Regions from separate parts of the Drosophila melanogaster genome. Here region 1 is linked to region 2. The links are chromatin contacts, called in public Hi-C maps. All regions are on one chromosome and are shown on one strand. The core of a region is the stretch at or near the end of the contact, and the rest is flanking DNA. Distances in the headings are between cores, read along the strand shown.

The links. Hi-C and Micro-C count contacts between places; a contact is called where the count stands out from the background.
Region 1: a Hi-C map of the Kc167 cell line shows a contact between it and region 2, with 3 times the contacts expected there. A contact is called at or near these places in 10 of 107 Hi-C or Micro-C datasets (the D17-c3 cell line, the Kc167 cell line, the OSC cell line and 3 more) and 1 of 7 datasets of targeted methods (the Kc167 cell line).

What each region holds. Positions count from the first base shown.
Region 1 is chr3R:14,721,638-14,725,749 of dm6, reverse strand. It overlaps kibra (kibra,), which reads left to right and starts at 1,489. Exons shown (of 9, transcript NM_001300400.1): 1 at 1,489-2,439. The coding sequence starts at 2,177. It overlaps CG7530, which reads left to right. Exons shown (of 6, transcript NM_169599.2): 5 at 1-293; 6 at 361-990. The coding sequence ends at 591.
Region 2 is chr3R:14,652,680-14,656,680 of dm6, reverse strand. l(3)L1231 (lethal (3) L1231) reads left to right here and starts at 1,484. Exons shown (of 6, transcript NM_001300399.1): 1 at 1,484-1,523.

The sequences.
Region 1 (4,112 bases), core at 240-2,739, 69 kb before region 2:
AGGAGCACTACGAGCTCTTTCTGTCCGTTGACTTCCTGGGCATTTCGCTGTCGCTGGTGGCCATCTATATCAGTGGCATGTACTATGCCTTCTGGTGCCACACCTTCCTGCGCACCCTGTACTCCACGATTGCACTGGGCATGTTCGCACTGGCCATTGCCGTGCAGATACCCCGTTTGAATGTGTCCATGAACGGCAAGGTGGCGGTGCTGCTACTCTGGTCTGCCTATGGAATCATACCTCTGGGCCACTGGGCGGTGGCCATGGGCGGTCTGGAGAACGAGCTAGTCAGGGTAGGCATCAGTTGGAAATTTATGGAATCTTGTCATTTGCTAATCCATCAATCATTACCATTTGCAGCTGATGGTGCCCCGCATCGTGCTCATGTACTTGCTCTGCCTCGTCGCCTTCGTTTTCTATGCGGCCAAGATTCCGGAGCGCTGGTTCACCGGCAAGGTGGACTTCGTTGGGCATTCGCACAACTGGTGGCACCTGATCATCGTGGCCGCCTTCTATCACTGGCACAACACCGGACTGGTCTATGCCGAGTATCGCCTGAATAACGGATGCACTGCACCAGTTCTCTCCTAGAACTTGAAGATCCGAACATCTGAGTTAAGATCCGAAGATCCGAGGAGCGGAGATGGAATCCGGGACTCTAGTAGACTAAAGCTTAGTGTAAATAGTTTATGGGGCGCTCTTTATCCGCTAATAACTAATATTTAGTTGTAGTTGTTGACCGATATGATTAATTTATGTTTAATTTACCAATTAGTTAGGGTTTCGTGTTAGACAATCCAGATCCAGATAGTTGGCATCGCATAAGCGGCAAAAAGGTTTCTCTCTTTATATCCTAATTGATTTCCTTTAATATATACAATTAAACAATGTCAATGAAATTGCATGTGTCTTGAGCTGAAGCTGTGTTAGTCTTGTTGACTCAATTTTTACAATTCATAAAATGCAAATACAATATCAAACGTACAAAGCAAGCGAAATTGTGGTTTTATTGAAGTTATGTTTCGGAAACATAATTTATTTTTCTATCTATGGTTGGGATACATATTGATTTCGAAATGCGTAACTCAGTTTACAGTCTTTTTTTTTAAATTTTTTCTTTTTCTGTTTTTAAAATGTAACGGAAATGTTAGGATTAAGATAACAGTAATTGTTAACAGAGCGAGTTAACATGATCTATCGGAACTGGCTTTGATTAACATCGCTTGAAGAACCGAACTAGTTCCTGTTACCAAGCCGATCTTTGAACGTACAACTCCTATTTTCTTCCCTCAACAATTACACCTATGCTTGGGGACTACACAAGCCAAATAACAATAAATACTTTTCGTGCATGATTGTTAAATATCGCATCTCTGCAACCGCGTCAATACAGCCTATAATATCGATATCAACCAATACATCGAATAACATCGCCGCGAGTGTATCGATATGCAATGCGATGTTTTCTGCTACACCACTAGCAGCGAATGTTACCAAAACAAATTCCGAATCCGAATCGGACGGTCATCAAGCGCGCTACTCGTGTTTTTTGCTGCTCCCCCAAGGAATTCCGGAACCGAAGAGATCGGCGACGGCGCGAACTCACTAAACTGAAGTACATATTTTTTTGTGAACACCAAGTGGATGGTTGGATTATCGTCGTTAATTAGTTTCAATTAGGCGAAAATAAGAAAATAAGTAAAGGAGTTCAAACGCTTGCAACAACAAGAAATGAAAAGAAGCAGCACCAACTGTGAGCAGTGATCGTGTGCGCTTGTGTTCGTCCCCCATATGTGTGCGTGTGTTTGAGCTGGAATGGAATGCAGTTACGAAAAAAGTAAATAAATAATTGAGAGCGCGCCCGCGCTCTCCCGCTCTCTCTCCCCTGCGCGCGTGTGTATTCGAGTTGGCTCGGTGTGTGCCTCTACGCCCGTCACCGTGTGGCCGTGTTGTGTGTGTGTGTGTGCGGGTCGGTCTCCATTATCGCCGGAGCAAAAGAAACGGAATTGAAATGTCTTTGCTAATGTAAACAGCGCAAAGAGAAACCCCCCGAAAAAAGAAGCAAACGTAGATAGCAATAGCGAAAAGAAAGAAAAGGCGCGCGTCGGGTGAAAAATCCAGCAACAACGACGTTTTCTCAGACTAACCAAAGTACACGGCGAGAAACAAAGTTAAAATGCCGAATCTGCAACAAACCGCATCGCAATCGCAGCATCATCTGCATCCCCACCACCTGCGACCCCAACAGCAGCAACAGCAACATCATCATCATCATCAACAACAGCAACAACAACAACACACGCATCATCAGCAGCAGCAACAACACCACAGCGACTTCCCACTTCCCGATGGCTGGGATATCGCCAAGGATTTCGATGGCAAGACCTATTACATAGATCATATCAACAAGAAGACCACCTGGCTGGATCCCAGAGATTGGTAAGTGTTCCGGAAAGGGTCAATTAAAGAAACGAAATTGAAACAAGGGCGATCTGAAATATAATTATAAGATATTTGCATTTGGAAAGTTAGTTTAAACTTATTAAAACTACTAGAACAATTATCAGAAATGAGGCATACATAACGAATGACCAAACCAACAGGTTGTGTTTTAAATAAGTTATAGATGCTTTAACATCGCAAACTATCAAGAGTGCTTATAAACCCCAATTGCTGCTTAATGGCTAATAAGTGAAGCAGATAACTCATTGAGAATCAAATTAAAATAGAATAAAATTCTTGGCAAGTTGTTAGTGGCTTAAGAAGGCATAAAACGCAGGTGAGAGATCAGCAGTTCACTCATTCAGGAAGCTCCGGCAAACGAGCTAAAAAAAAAACCCATATAAATTCCGATTCCGAAGCGCTCTTGAACCGGAAAGAAAAGGTGCGTGCTGCAGCTGTGTGTGTAAAGGAATGCGATCGGTGGAGGCGAAATGAAGCAAAAAAAAAAAAGAAAAATAAAAGGAAAATAAAATAAAGAGGCAGCAGCAAAATAAATTACATATTTTAAACAAGACAGCAGCGGCAGCAGGCAAAACAAAACGCAACGGAACGGGGGAAAAACTTGGAGTAAACATTCCGATGCGATGATTAAGACTCCGAATATAACTGAACTGAACAGAGAGTGGCAACAAACAAAAAATGGATTGTAAAGCCAGGGAAATACAACAACAAAAATTCGAGTGAGAGAGAGCAAAAGTTAAATAAAGCTCGGCGAATGATCTGTAAAATAAAAGGAAAACAAAACCAACAAACTCATACGTAATGAGTGCGAGAGAGCCAAAGGAGAGCGAGCGAGAGCGCTGGCGATCAGGCCATGTATCTCATAGATACATTTTAGTTTGCCGTTCGCTCACATTTTTTGTCTTCCATCTCGCTCGCGCCCCTCGCTGCCGCCCCACTCGCCATCTCTGTCTGTTGCTTTGCCCATAAACAATTGCAAAATGTACGTAGGAATTTTTGCAGTTTCGAAATAATTGATTTCTGAAATTCTTCGCCCTCTCTTTCGCTGAGTTCAATTTTTCGCTTTTCACAGATAGAGAAATGTGTAGTGTTAGATGGATTTTGTATCTTCAATTGCTCGATAGCAAATGCTTATTGCCTTTCTGCAGTTGTACAGCATTTTCATTGACATTAGACACACTCTATAATTTCAATATCACGTTGCAAATGATTTATTAAGCCATCAAAGCTTGAATATTAATTTTTTCCAGTGCATTTCTATCTGTGTACGCCTTATTGTTTCAGTTCGTTTGGTGCTGTGTGCGCTTCACGCTTTCAATTAACACAAACATTCCCTTTGTTTGTTTCAAATCGCATGGACATTGTTGAAAATGTTTCACTGAATTAAGCGTTGTGGAATTTCAGCTCTTCCGCCCGCCCGCCTTTGAAATTGAAACGAAACATCTGCGCATTTGCTAGGGTTATGCATCAAGTAGATTATAAATGCACACATGTCGTTCAAATGTCTGCCAGTGGGCACAAAAAGTCAGCGATCTATGAGCGTTACGTTCCGATTTCGGGGTTATAGAAATTTAAAGCTTAAATGACCTTAGGGGATTTACTTACTATTTGAAAAACCAATCAGATTATGAAGAGGGATACCATAGAAT
Region 2 (4,001 bases), core at 235-2,734:
GCTCACAACTTCAAATTCAGCAGCAGCAGACATTGTCCGGACCCGGATCCATCACATTAACAGCATCGCCACAACTGCCTATCTCTATCAGTAGAATGCGACAGCATCAGCGGCTACTCCAACATAGTTCATCTGGCTCTGGGAGGCCTTTTGCGGCCGATCATTTTATCCTGCCGCCAAGAAATATTGCGCAATAGTGGTTCCAAAGCTAAACCACAGTAGAGATACAAATCAAACTGCAGAGCCGACCAATCAGACCGCCGGTGCTCTGATTGGCCGCCCATTGGAGACTGCGCGTTATGGCTAAGGTAACCAGTTTCAAGATGGCAACGCGCACGTACCAATCAGAATCAAGTTAGAACGCTATATTCGAGTTCCTCGACTATCAGATTCCTACTACCTACTATACGTACCTACTACGTTAATAGGAGTGCGAACTAGAACATTTACATATTTTTGGCGTACCGATACTAATCAGCAAGACAAATAAAATGTAAAGAAATTGTTCAAAAGTGGGAGTTTTGGGCGGTTAGTGAGCGTTAAAGTGGACGTGGTAGTCCTTACTCTCTCGCCTTTATAGTTCCTAATATCTCTACATTCATTCGGAAGCACTCGGCTATAGTATACCCTTTAACTGTACGAGTAAGGGGTATAAAAAACGTAAAGGTGGCGGTGGCTGTAGCTTACGACACTCCTTGACACTGGGTCCCAAAATAGCAGTTCAGTGTGTTTGGTTTTATTAATATAATATGGTTGGTTCTTCGCTGAATGTATAATATTATTATTAACTGTTGTTACTTAATGGTTATCAATCCTGAAGCATAAATTTAGCACTTGCTTATTTTGTTTGTATAAATAGCAGCAAAATAGTGATATTCGATAGATCATGTGAATAAATATTTATTTTTCTTCAAAAATATCGATATATTGAAATGTAGATAAATTTGTCACATCCCTAGTTCGCCCGAATGGCTGCGTGTGTGTCTGTGCGCGCGCCTGTATTGTCCGCCATCTTGTCAGCCCGACTTCATCGAAAATTACAAATTTAATCGTTTAACGCGTTTTATGCCCACTTAACACACCAGAAAGTGCTGCAGTACACATTTTCCCACAAAAAGGATATCGTCTTGAGTACGCTGCGCTCAGCAAAGGGGGATAAAATTGCATTTGAAAGTGGAATTGTTGGTGCGGAGAAAAAATTGTGCAGCAAAAAATTCCCAGGTCTGTGCTGTATGTGTGTGTGAGAGGCAGGCCAGGGTTGCCGATCCTCCTATTTATATGTGCATAAAATAGATTTTTAACAGTAAATCCCATTAACTTGTGATCAATTGAGTGCGAATCGCTGTAAATAATTATTTGGCGGGCTGTTATAATTTTTATTTCCCAAAAAACCGCATTATTCTGCCACTTTACTAATTCCCAAAAACATGACAACCCTGTCCGTGGGAAGGGTACTCAAACAACAAAAACGAAGTACGTTGCGCGGCGCCACTTTGACGTTTGAATCGTCATCAGACGGTTGGGTAAATTTTCTCGCTCTCGTTGCTCTCGGTTTCGGCCCCACTGTATGCGTGTGTTGTATGTGTGTGAGCCTTTATGTGAGTGTGTGCGGTCCGTGACGCATTCTTGTTTTGCATCGAAAATCGCCAAAGCAAAGAAAAGCAGAAAAAGCTGTTAAAGCTAAAAATGATTAAATGCTGAAAATCAAAGCACAGTTAAAAATCAAAAGACCCTGCGTGTGCAACTCTAAACGCAAGTGTATCTGTGAGTGTGTGGGTTTGGTGGGGGGCTGTGTGGGGGAAGGAAGCGAAAGAGCCGCTAAAGAGAAGCAGAAAAAAGGGCGAGGGCGACTGCTGGTCGAAACAAAAAAAAAAGAGAAAAAAACGGATGGGGGAAACAGAGAAATCATAAAAACGCCGGCAACAGCGATTCTCGAGTGCCCTTCCCGCCACTCCCCAACAGTTGCCATCCCACCCCTCGCAGCGGCGGCACACCCACAAACCACAAAGCGAATGACAAACAAAACTAAACAAAAAGCTAAAAGAAATTCAAGACGCGCTCCCCACTGAAAGTTCGTTTACACGGAATTGGTTATTTGTTTTGTTTAGTTTTGGAAATTTGTTTATTGGCGACATATGTGTGGTGATGAACCTCCCCCTCCGCCCGCTCTTAGTTATCGTGTGCATGTGTGTGTTTATATTGCTGAAATTCTTCACAAGAGTTGAGTAAAGTCCGTGAGAAACCGAGATTATCGTTAACTTGGTTTTAACGGAACAGATGTGTGTGTTTTTTTTTTCATACCAACAACAGCTGCCGCTCACTACCTACAACAACAACAAAAAGAGCAACATAATAAAACCTCGAATAACGAAAATTTCGTACACTTTTATAAAAAAACAAAATAGTGATCGTAAGCCTTGGATATTTTATTGTGTGAATAATTCTGTTTTAACTTAATTCGCCTTATAATTATGATACTGTTATAAAATAATACTTATTGCACCAAGAAATCACAAAACAGCTAAGGCCAAAGGAAGTGTTTTATATCGGAGATTTACTTTCATGTTAAAATGGAAAAGTAAAGAAAATTACCACATTAATTGGATCTATCATGCGGATGAATTGTTTAAACAACTTAAGTGTCTTTTAAAAATTATACATGTTTATCTTTCCATTTAATATGGATGCACAATCAATTTGGATTATAAAAATATATTATTTTGCATTCGAAAACAATACCAAACGGCTTATTTAGGAAACCTTTCAAAAGCTTTAAATATTCCTACCAGCGTTATTAAATTTCCAAATTGAAATAAATATTTATTTGAATAATTCAGTGAGTCATTTTATGGAACCCATTAATATTTATTGTCTTTTGACCGCGAAAAAGCAAAGAAAAATGCAAAGCAAAATCTTTGACTGTGAAGCCCATAATTATCTCGTATGACTCACGATTTTGGAAGTTTGTTTGCAGACAAAACGAGCAAGATATATGCTCCATAAGTTATGCCAACATTGTTGGCAGCACTCCCAAGGCTTCCCCGGGTTGCTTCCAGCCAGTGTCCACTGTACCACTGCTCTGGAGCCATGAGACCCACTCTGTGGGATGTGGACGGGCCTACGTGCAATGCAAAAGTGGCCAAGTGGAGCTGCAGATGGAGTTCGTTTGGCTTCGCTGGCTGGCTGAATAAACTGAACCGCATGTCTGGCTCTTGGCTTTTACCCCGCATCCCGCACCGTCCTCCCCACCGCATCAAAAATCCATCTCCAGCTGCCTTTGCGGTGGTTTCCAGCCCCGCCCTTCTTGCTTTCCCCCACCCGGTCGTCATTATATTACGTTTTTTGCACATTTCTTGCTTTGCACAATTTAGCCTTCAGTTTCCGGTTATGAAGGAAGCAGCAAACGGGTTCGGACTCAGTATCTCCCTCTCTCTCTCCCTCTGCCCGTTTTCCTCACTTACGGGCAATGTAATGTGCATTTAAATGCAATTTCTGCTGCTGTGCGTCAATGTCGATGAGTTTGCAAATATCATGAAAGCGCGCCGAAAATATGGGAATCATTTCTCACCCTTATCGTAAATCTGAAACACAAGTCAATCATCACTATTTTTAAACATTGCTTATTTACTCCAGGAACAATCACTATCTTATCATGTTCATATTAACAATAAAGGAACCATTATATGCAGATAGTTTGATGGCATAGATTTGATTAATATATCAGTTTCTGGTTCTTGATAAAACGTACTAATATGACAGCAGTTATAAAATGTAGTTCATGTCTGGTTATAAACTAATTTTAAAAGCTTTTTATCGCTGCTATTTTAACAGTTGTCGGAATTATTGTAAAACGCCCGACTAATTAGCTGTTGAAATATTGAGCAACATTTCTGAGATACAACTAAAATGTGAAGAAACAAGGGTGTTAGGGCCCCCGACACTTACAAATGTTTTGCAAATGAATGCCTAGTGTTTTTCCTACCAGCATGTTGAAAACCATT